Regions from separate parts of the Mus musculus genome. Here region 1 is linked to region 2. The links are chromatin contacts, called in public Hi-C maps. All regions are on one chromosome and are shown on one strand. Each heading gives the region's core, a stretch centred on a gene start, on an enhancer-like site or on the middle of the called end of the contact. The rest is flanking DNA. Distances are from core to core; before and after follow the strand shown.

Region 1 (3,968 bases), core at 763-3,262, 33 kb after region 2:
TGGGGTCTGGTAAGTCATCTTTGTGCTCCTGTGAGGTGAATCAACTAGGAAAAAGCATCGCTCTTGGATGACTTCAGGCATACCTGGCTCTTAGGTTGGGTACAAGTAGTAAGTCTGACTGTCCTCTACCTGGAGTCTGCCAGGGACTCACCTTCAGGCCATAGGCTGTGAAGCAAAGGGAAGACATGTGGGTTTACATGAATGTCTCATTTCTTTCTGCACAGCTGGTTGCCTGGATAGAGGAAGACACCCACCATGACTGTCTTTCTCATATTCCATGATGTGCACCTGCTAACACACAACAGAAAGCAGGGCTCTGGTTCCCAGACACAGACATGAAGAACCAGCAGTATGTAATGAGCCAGGAACTGGATGCACAAACTCAAAGCGTCAGGATTCCCGTAGTGGAGTGATCTGATCTACTGTGGGTAAGTGATTGCATCTCCCCCTCCCTGGCAGCCCCTAGTGCCAATGTCCCATGTTTCATGTTCCACTTCCTATGTGGAGGCTATCAACAGCCCTGCCTCCCCTTGAATGTCTCGCAGTTTGCAGAGTACTTTCACAGGTGACATCTCATTTGATCCGTCCTACATCAAGGCTGGAGGCCAAGTAGAGAAGCTGACCTCCAGTTTGGGAAAACAGACCAGAGAGAGATGCAGTGCGTTCTAGAGCTGCTCCTGATTGACTGCTGACTTCTGCCCAGCGTCTAGCTGTACTCTCCCTAGAGGGGGTCCTGACCACTCTTAAGAGAGAAGACATATTCTCCACTGCTCTTCCTTTGGAACATGGCCTGAAAGAACACAAGCGAGTGCCAGCTGTCTACGAGGTGACCAGTGCTTCCTGGACTAAGTGGGGAATCATAAACTTGCTGTCTGTATATAGGACACTCCATACATCTTTCTGGAGCATCAGGTTGCTTCCTATTCTTAGCCTTTCTGTTTTCATTGTGAAGTCGGATGTAAAATGATCATGTAGGTCTTACCAGTTAGGGTTCTGTGTGGCTCCCATTCATGGGTCTTCTCCATCTCCTTGTCCTTTTGTTTTCAGCTAGACTGACCTTGCTAACAAAAGGCTCAAGTTCTTTCTCCTTCCCTCTTCTTCCTTGAAGGTTCTTCAGAAGGACACACATCAAGGGTGGCTCAGAACTTGCCTGAACAGGCAATGACAGAAGCCAGTTGAGACTAAGTGATGGGGATACAAAGAACTCAGGATGCTGTGACTGGACACAGTTATGCCAAACTGGAGGTGGCAGGATATTGGCACTGTGACCTTATTTGACTGAGTTCTGCTCATTAAGCTCCTGCTTATCAAATTGTACCAGAAGAAGGGTGAGTACACCATATCACCAACAACAATAGTAATTTGTTTAGCATCAGTGAATATATGAGCCTAGTACAAGTTTGCTACTGGCACACAGACTGTTCCTACACAATGTTGTTCTTCTCATGAGCCCAGAAATAGAAACGATGTGGTGCAGGTGAAGAAGTGGAGGCTCAGAAACATCAGGCCGCACACCCAAACTCCCAGAGCTGGCAGGGCAGTCTCATTTATTTTTAACAGACTTCCCGTAAGCACCTCTACTCCTTTTCTGGCTATAGAGGTGTTCTCTGGGGTGTCACATTCGAGGACATCTAGATAGGCACCTGCAATTCATCCCTTCTAGACCCCTGACTGTGAGCAGAGGAGGGCCCAAAGAGGGCCAGGGACTTGCTCAGGTGGCAGGTTGCCAGAGGAGGCTTGGAACACAGAGAAGAGAGGGAGAGGGCTTTCTCTAGTGGATGTTTTGCTGTTGGACAGAAAGGTGGTGAGCCCTGAGGAAGGCACAACTCAGCCCGGAAGCTCTGCGACAGAACTGGGAAAGGGGGGCTGTTACCTCCGCCTCCGCGCCCTGGGTCCCTGCTGCAGCTCTGGCTTGTGTCAGCGCGGTGGTCCTCATCCAGCTCCCCATCTCTGCCCCCGGCCTAACCCCGCCCCCCGGGCTCTCATTGGCCTGCACCCCACCCCCCGCCTGCGAGGTCTGCCGGGGAGGCGGTGGTCTATCGCCTCCCTCGGCCCCGGGCCTGGCTGCGCAGCAGAGGCGGCGCCTCTCCCGCAGGACAGAGCCGGTCGAGTGGCACAGGGTGGGCTAAAGGAGACGAGGGACGCCTCGCTCCGATTCCCGACTGCGACTGGCTGCGACTTTGGAGCAGCGCGGTCCCTTGTGCAGTACGCACACACCGCGGCGCAGGGACACACAGACTTGGCTGCTCGCGGCCACACGCACCGAGAGACCAGGCTCGGCGCGCGCTCCGCGGCGCACACGCTCCAGCCAGTGCGGCTCTGGGCGCGGATTCGCGGGTTGCGCGTCCTCCTGCACCTTCAGCCCCTGCGCCCAGCAGTCCCGACCAGCCCCGAGGCCATCAGGTAAGGACCACTCCTGGCCTGTCCTTCTGCTCCGCACTCGCCCAGCGCCAGACCCTTTTCCAGCGGGGCCCTTGGACCCCTCCTTCAGCCCAGAGGTCTCCAGGAGCCGCGTGCTCTGCCAAACCCAAAGCCAGCGAGGGCCAACGCGGGGCACAGAGTCGGAGCCCATCCTCTCCCGCCGCCGCGGGCTGCCTACGCTTCTCTCTGCTCCATCCAAGTGTCGGACCGTGGCTTGGAGCACATTATTGTAGACCATTCAGTGAGTATCGGCCTAGCTGTCTCAGCCTTTTCTGGTGCCAGAAAGAGGCATTCAGGGGCACGAATGACACTACGGCCAGAGATCCCCCAGAGCTCGATCTCCCTGTCTCCAGGTCGGACCAAAGCGCCTACGTGGATTTGGAAAGAAATGCTGGAGGGTCTCTTGGGAACTCGGTTCTACAGTCTGCAGGGCGTTTGAGGGATGAGCTGCGGAGATAAGATAGGGATCAATTTAGTTTGTGCCCCCAATAGAGATAAGCTTTAGCATTGTTTTTAAAAGGATAGCCCTACGGCTATAGGACTATCCTAAGGATAGTCTTTCCCCGGGGCTCGGGGAGAGGTTGACCAAGAGACGCTTGGGGGTTGGTGGTCTAACAAGGAAACGCCCTGCAGGGCCTGTGGGGGAAAATCGCTGTGGGAGTGGGGTTGCTGTAGTGGGCCCCTCCGAGACCCCTGATGTTTGTTTTAAAGGCCCAGGCTCTGCAGTAGCTAGCTGACTACTGGGAGCAGGATCATATTGTCAGCAAGAGCAAGGGACCAGGCACCAGTTCGTGGAACTAGATCTTCAGGAGCAAACACGCAGGAAGGGGATGGCGATGGCATTTCCCTCGCTGCTAGGGAGTGGAGCTTCAGTTCTAGGAACCCAGAGCCTTCTGGACCACCTTGGCATGAGAGGGGGTCTGGCTAATTCCTCAGTCCATTTCAGGGCTGCTGTGACTACTTTTCTTTACTTCAGGCTGTATGTCCCATAATTCCCTCATGGCCTAAAGAGAGAGAAATAGGCATCTGTTTGGATTTTTTTTTCCCTGTGGCAGCTCAGGTGCATTCCTGTGAGGGTATGTAGGAATTTAGAGCCCATACAGAGGACGTGGAAGGCAGTCTGCCCCCAGACTGCAGTTGGACTGAGGCAGACCATTCGGAAGGTCAAGCTGCAGGCTGGAGGGTGGCTGTGGGTTTGGGACAAGGGTTACTTGTACTGTGATGAGGCCTTTTGGAGCCCAGGGATAGCAGGTAGCTCTTTGCTCAGAAGGCCTTGAGATGCATCTGATATGGTGGCAGGTAAGGCTGGAGGAGCCCCCATTCCCAAGTGCAGGCCTAGGACTCCTGCTCCTCATTGACCTTGGAAAGAACAGGCAAAGGCCCCAGTCTGGACACAAGCCAAACTCTGAACACACAAATTAAAGACAGGACATGCTGGAGCCGGCCTTGAGCCAGATCTTCTGACCAATCCATCAACAAGTGTGTGTGGTGTGACCAGGAGTCAGATGTGGTCCCTCCTACTTTCTGCCATCAGTAGTGGTTCATGG
Region 2 (3,838 bases), core at 989-3,488:
CCCATTTCATATCGCTCCTTACTCGTCATCTTATACTACTTTCCAAAAATATATTTCATGCAACCTTTCTGCTTTTTAACTGAAGGTTTACTTCAAGATGTGATTCTTTTCTATTTATTCTCTAAGAATTTTGTGTAGTCTCTGGGTATTCAGTTAAAAATAGCATTCTGTTTTAAAAGAATGTTTCTCCAATAGTCTTTATTAACTTTTCCAAGACATTAGCTTCAACTTCAGCTTTTCCACATTACCTGTTTTTGTGTCCTCTCACTTGAGTCCTCTATCTGAATCCTTCTTTGCTTCTCTCTTTGTCACAGACCCTTCATATTGGAGCCATTTCTAATGTGTAAAGGATTCTATAAAGGTCTGTATCCCAGACAGAGATACTCATCATCTGAGAGAGTCCGTGCAGAGACACAGCTTGCCACATTCCAGCTTCTCTGGGGGCATTCTGGTGGTGTGGTGGTTTGAGTAAGAATGGCTCCTGTAGGTTCATGTATTGGAGTGCTTGATCTCTAGTTTATGGAACTATTTGGGAAGGATTAGGGAATATGGTTTTGTTGGAGGAGGTGTGTTACGGGAGTTTGAGGTTTCAAAAGTCCACACCATTCCCAGTTAGCACTCTGTCTGCCTCTCTGTCTGTGTCTGTCTGTCTGTCTGTCTGTCTGTCTCTCCCTCTCTCCCTCCCACCCCAAACCTCCTGCCTTGTGCTTTTGGCTCAGCTACTGCTCTAGTGCCATGTACACCTGCTGTCATGCTCCCCACCATCAGAAAATGAACACTAAACCTCTGGAGCTTTGACCAACCCCACAAACTAAGGACTTTCTTCGATAAGTTATCTTGGTCATGTGATTTATCTGGCAACAGAAAGAAAATAAGACAGGTGGAAGGACTGAGTGTCTCTTTCTTGAGGTCTTTCCTTTTGAACTGGCAAACTTTTCCTGAGGAAACTTTCCATGCCTCATGGGGATGTTGGATAGAAGCTGGAGGCTTAAGTCCTACCTCTTGTTTGTAACTTCTGGTTACAAACAAATCCCTTGTAACTTCTGGTGCTTTATTTCCAGTACCTTCTTGCCATCCCAGAGACACAACACACAACATCTCTGGGCCAAGTTATCCTGAGAGTCACCCATGTAGTAGCTCACTTAGATAGGAAGGGGATCTAGAGGTTGGTGTGGGTCAGGCCTGATGCCTTTCTAAAGAATATGTGCACTACTGACTCTATGTTCAGTTCCACTTATGCTTCTGGAAGCATCTGGAAGCTCTGTGCCTTAAGCCTTTGAGGCACCTGAGCAGATTCTGGCTGGCTGCTTATGCTGTCCTCTCTCCCTAGACATTTCGCTTACTTTTTGGGTTTCCCCTTCCAGCTGTCTTTGTCCTTTTCTGGCTTCTTAGTGGAGGTGGAGGAAAGAAATATATAATCAAATGTGATTATGCCACAGGACTGTAGACTCCATGCTGATATCAGACACCTCTGCAGTCTGTTCCTTTCCCTAGTTCCATTCTGACTTGGGGTTAAGTTTATCTCTTTACCAAGTTCCTCCCTTATGTTGTTTCCCTGCCTTCTGCTCTTCCTCTCATCCTCCATGTCTGGTGTCTCCTTTTTGACACTCTCCAGCTGTGTTCTGCCTTCTAAGAAGTCTTCCTTAACCCTGTCCTGGCCCTGACTGGCCAAGATTAAGGAAAAGACCTTGCTCTGCTGTCTTCAACTTGGTGCCAATGCCCCCTTGGCCCACCAGTCTTGCTTGCCATGGAATTGTCAGCTTTATGAAGGAGGGCTTGCTGCAGACTTGCGGAAGGTATGTGCTCCCATTTACCCTGTCTCCCCAGCTGAACCCAGTGCTAGGGTAAAGAAGCTTCGGATTTGTTGGATTCATAAATGAATGCTATAATTAAAGTATGATTATATATAAATTATATACTTAATATATAATTATGCAAGTCATAGATTGATGTTATAGCTCATTTATGGGAACATTAAATACTTGACAACTTAATGAGCCTATAGTCATGAATGACCGAAGTCCATTTTGGTATGGGCAGAGGGCAGAAAATGGGGAACCACCCAGGAGTTCTCAAAGAAGTCCCTATAAGTCACCCAGACCTGGCCTCCCTGAGCCCCTAAAGAGAAAGCAGACGGGAGTTGAGCCACAACAATTCATCTTCTATAGCTGACTTGCTGCTGGAGGTGGAGCAGAAGATCCAGGGTTGGGGCACTATGTGTGCCTCCTGCACCAGCTCCATCTGGTCTTCTGAATGAAGCCAGAGAGGCAGAGTGTCTCCATGGGGAACCAGAGAGTCTGGACAGTGCCTCCAGCCCTCTCCCTTGGCATTCTGATATTGCTTGTGCTGCTATTTCATGCCATCACAAAATTCTCTGACCATCTCAAATCCCCAGCCCCTCTTTCCACTGCTCCAACTGCAGGGGCTAGTTGTCAGTCTGGCTGGCTCAGTCTCCTAGCAAACATTTTTTGTTCCTACTACCTGACACATTGCCTGTCTTGGGTGGACCTTGGCAGGAGCACAAACAGGCACAGGGCCAGGACTCTGGAGTGAATGTCTGGGTGTGGTACAAGAGTCCCTTACCACCCCTGCCCTGGTTTTCTTGTCTATAAACCATGTGTGAAAACGACATCAATTTATTGGATTGTTGAGTGGGTTAGCCACAAATTGCTGAGAACTCTGCCTGGTTCACACCCACCTTACAAAGTGTTTCCCATGATCACCAAGCAAGTGCTTAGGAAAGATCTGCTGGGTTAATTGAATCAGGTGTTAGCAGTGGGATTATCACTCTGCTCTGGCAACCATGGCCTCCCTGTTGGACTTTCTGCCTCCCTCTGATCTCTTTCAGTCTGCCCTCTGTTCTGGATGCTCACAGCTTTGGGGAGGTCAAGCCTATTCTGCTCAACACTGTTCTGTTTCTCTGCCTCTCCCCAATCCCACATGCACATGTGCACACAGATTGCTGAATGTGTTCACATCCATGGGAGTATTTGCTCTTCCCATGCTCTCTTATGCTCCAGTCTGATCCCATTCTCCCAGCTTTCTCTCCTCTCTCTGCAAGCTGCTGTCCAGTTTTTGGTCCTGGAAGCCCTCATGATGCCTTTGGCTCTGTTATCTTCATCCCTGGAAGGCAATTATTTTCAGCTATATCTAGTGCTAGAGAGGTTCCCCTGTTAGACTTTCCCATTTTGTTACTCTCCTGAACTTCTTGAGGAGGCTCCCATCACAACTCTTTGGCCTATAGGAGCCCTCCACCCCCATTTTTCGATGAGCCCCACATGGACCTTAGGAAGAGCGTTGACCATCTCGGCCACAGTGACTTCCTTCTGCTTCAGTGGCTTTCTGTTCACCTGGGGAACAGTATTCTGAGGGCTTCAGGCTAAAGCAGTTCTCTTGTTTGTCTTGGCTGGGTCTCAGAGTTCTACTGGGCTCAGGACTGGGTTTGCCTTTTCTGCTCACCACTTCTGCACTATCCCATTCATCTCTCCCGTCTCTAGGCCCTTCCCTCATTACCCAACTTAGACTTAAAGGCTTAGGGCAGAGTTGAGGGGGAGCTGTCCTGTTCCATCAGCAGCTTCGCCTATGCCCCCCCCCCCACCATCATACCTTCCCATCTGCTCTTTGCCCAGCTCCTGAGTTGTTGAGGAGACAATGGAAGTAAAGCAAGGGAAAGGACTTGCACAGAGGTAGCGAGTGGAGCTAGGATTGAGTTGTTTCAGTTGTGGGTATGAAGAGTATTCCCTGGCCTCCCGTCCCCCACACCCTGGCAGCATCTCTCTTCTCCCATTGACATTAACTCTTCAGTACTCCACTTGCTACTGGACCACTTGTGCCATCC

The links. Hi-C and Micro-C count contacts between places; a contact is called where the count stands out from the background.
Region 1: a contact with region 2 is called in a Hi-C map of cerebellar granule neurons, with 1.6 times the contacts expected there. The contact joins the promoter of Adcyap1r1 here to the enhancer-like site in region 2. A contact is called at or near these places in 7 of 39 promoter capture datasets (embryonic stem cells, epiblast stem cells, frontonasal cranial neural crest and 4 more), 1 of 15 datasets of contacts at CTCF or cohesin (the NIH/3T3 cell line), 20 of 484 Hi-C or Micro-C datasets (the HPC-7 cell line, the N1E-115 cell line, Sertoli cells and 13 more), 6 of 115 datasets of contacts at active chromatin or transcription factors (embryonic forebrain, embryonic hindbrain, embryonic midbrain and 3 more) and 3 of 9 other capture datasets (adipose tissue, liver and pancreatic islet).

What each region holds. Positions count from the first base shown.
Region 1 is chr6:55,449,966-55,453,933 of GRCm38.p6, forward strand. Adcyap1r1 (adenylate cyclase activating polypeptide 1 receptor 1) reads left to right here and starts at 2,013. Exons shown (of 17, transcript NM_007407.4): 1 at 2,013-2,403.
Region 2 is chr6:55,416,678-55,420,515 of GRCm38.p6, forward strand. No RefSeq gene overlaps it. Among named protein-coding and RNA genes, the nearest start is that of 6430584L05Rik, 22 kb to the left of the region's middle. Within about 2 kb of position 2,239, at least 4 of the 459 cell types and tissues checked have an H3K27ac peak or open chromatin away from gene starts, as enhancers often do. A contact at or near this core is called in cerebellar granule neurons and cerebellum, where this site is marked.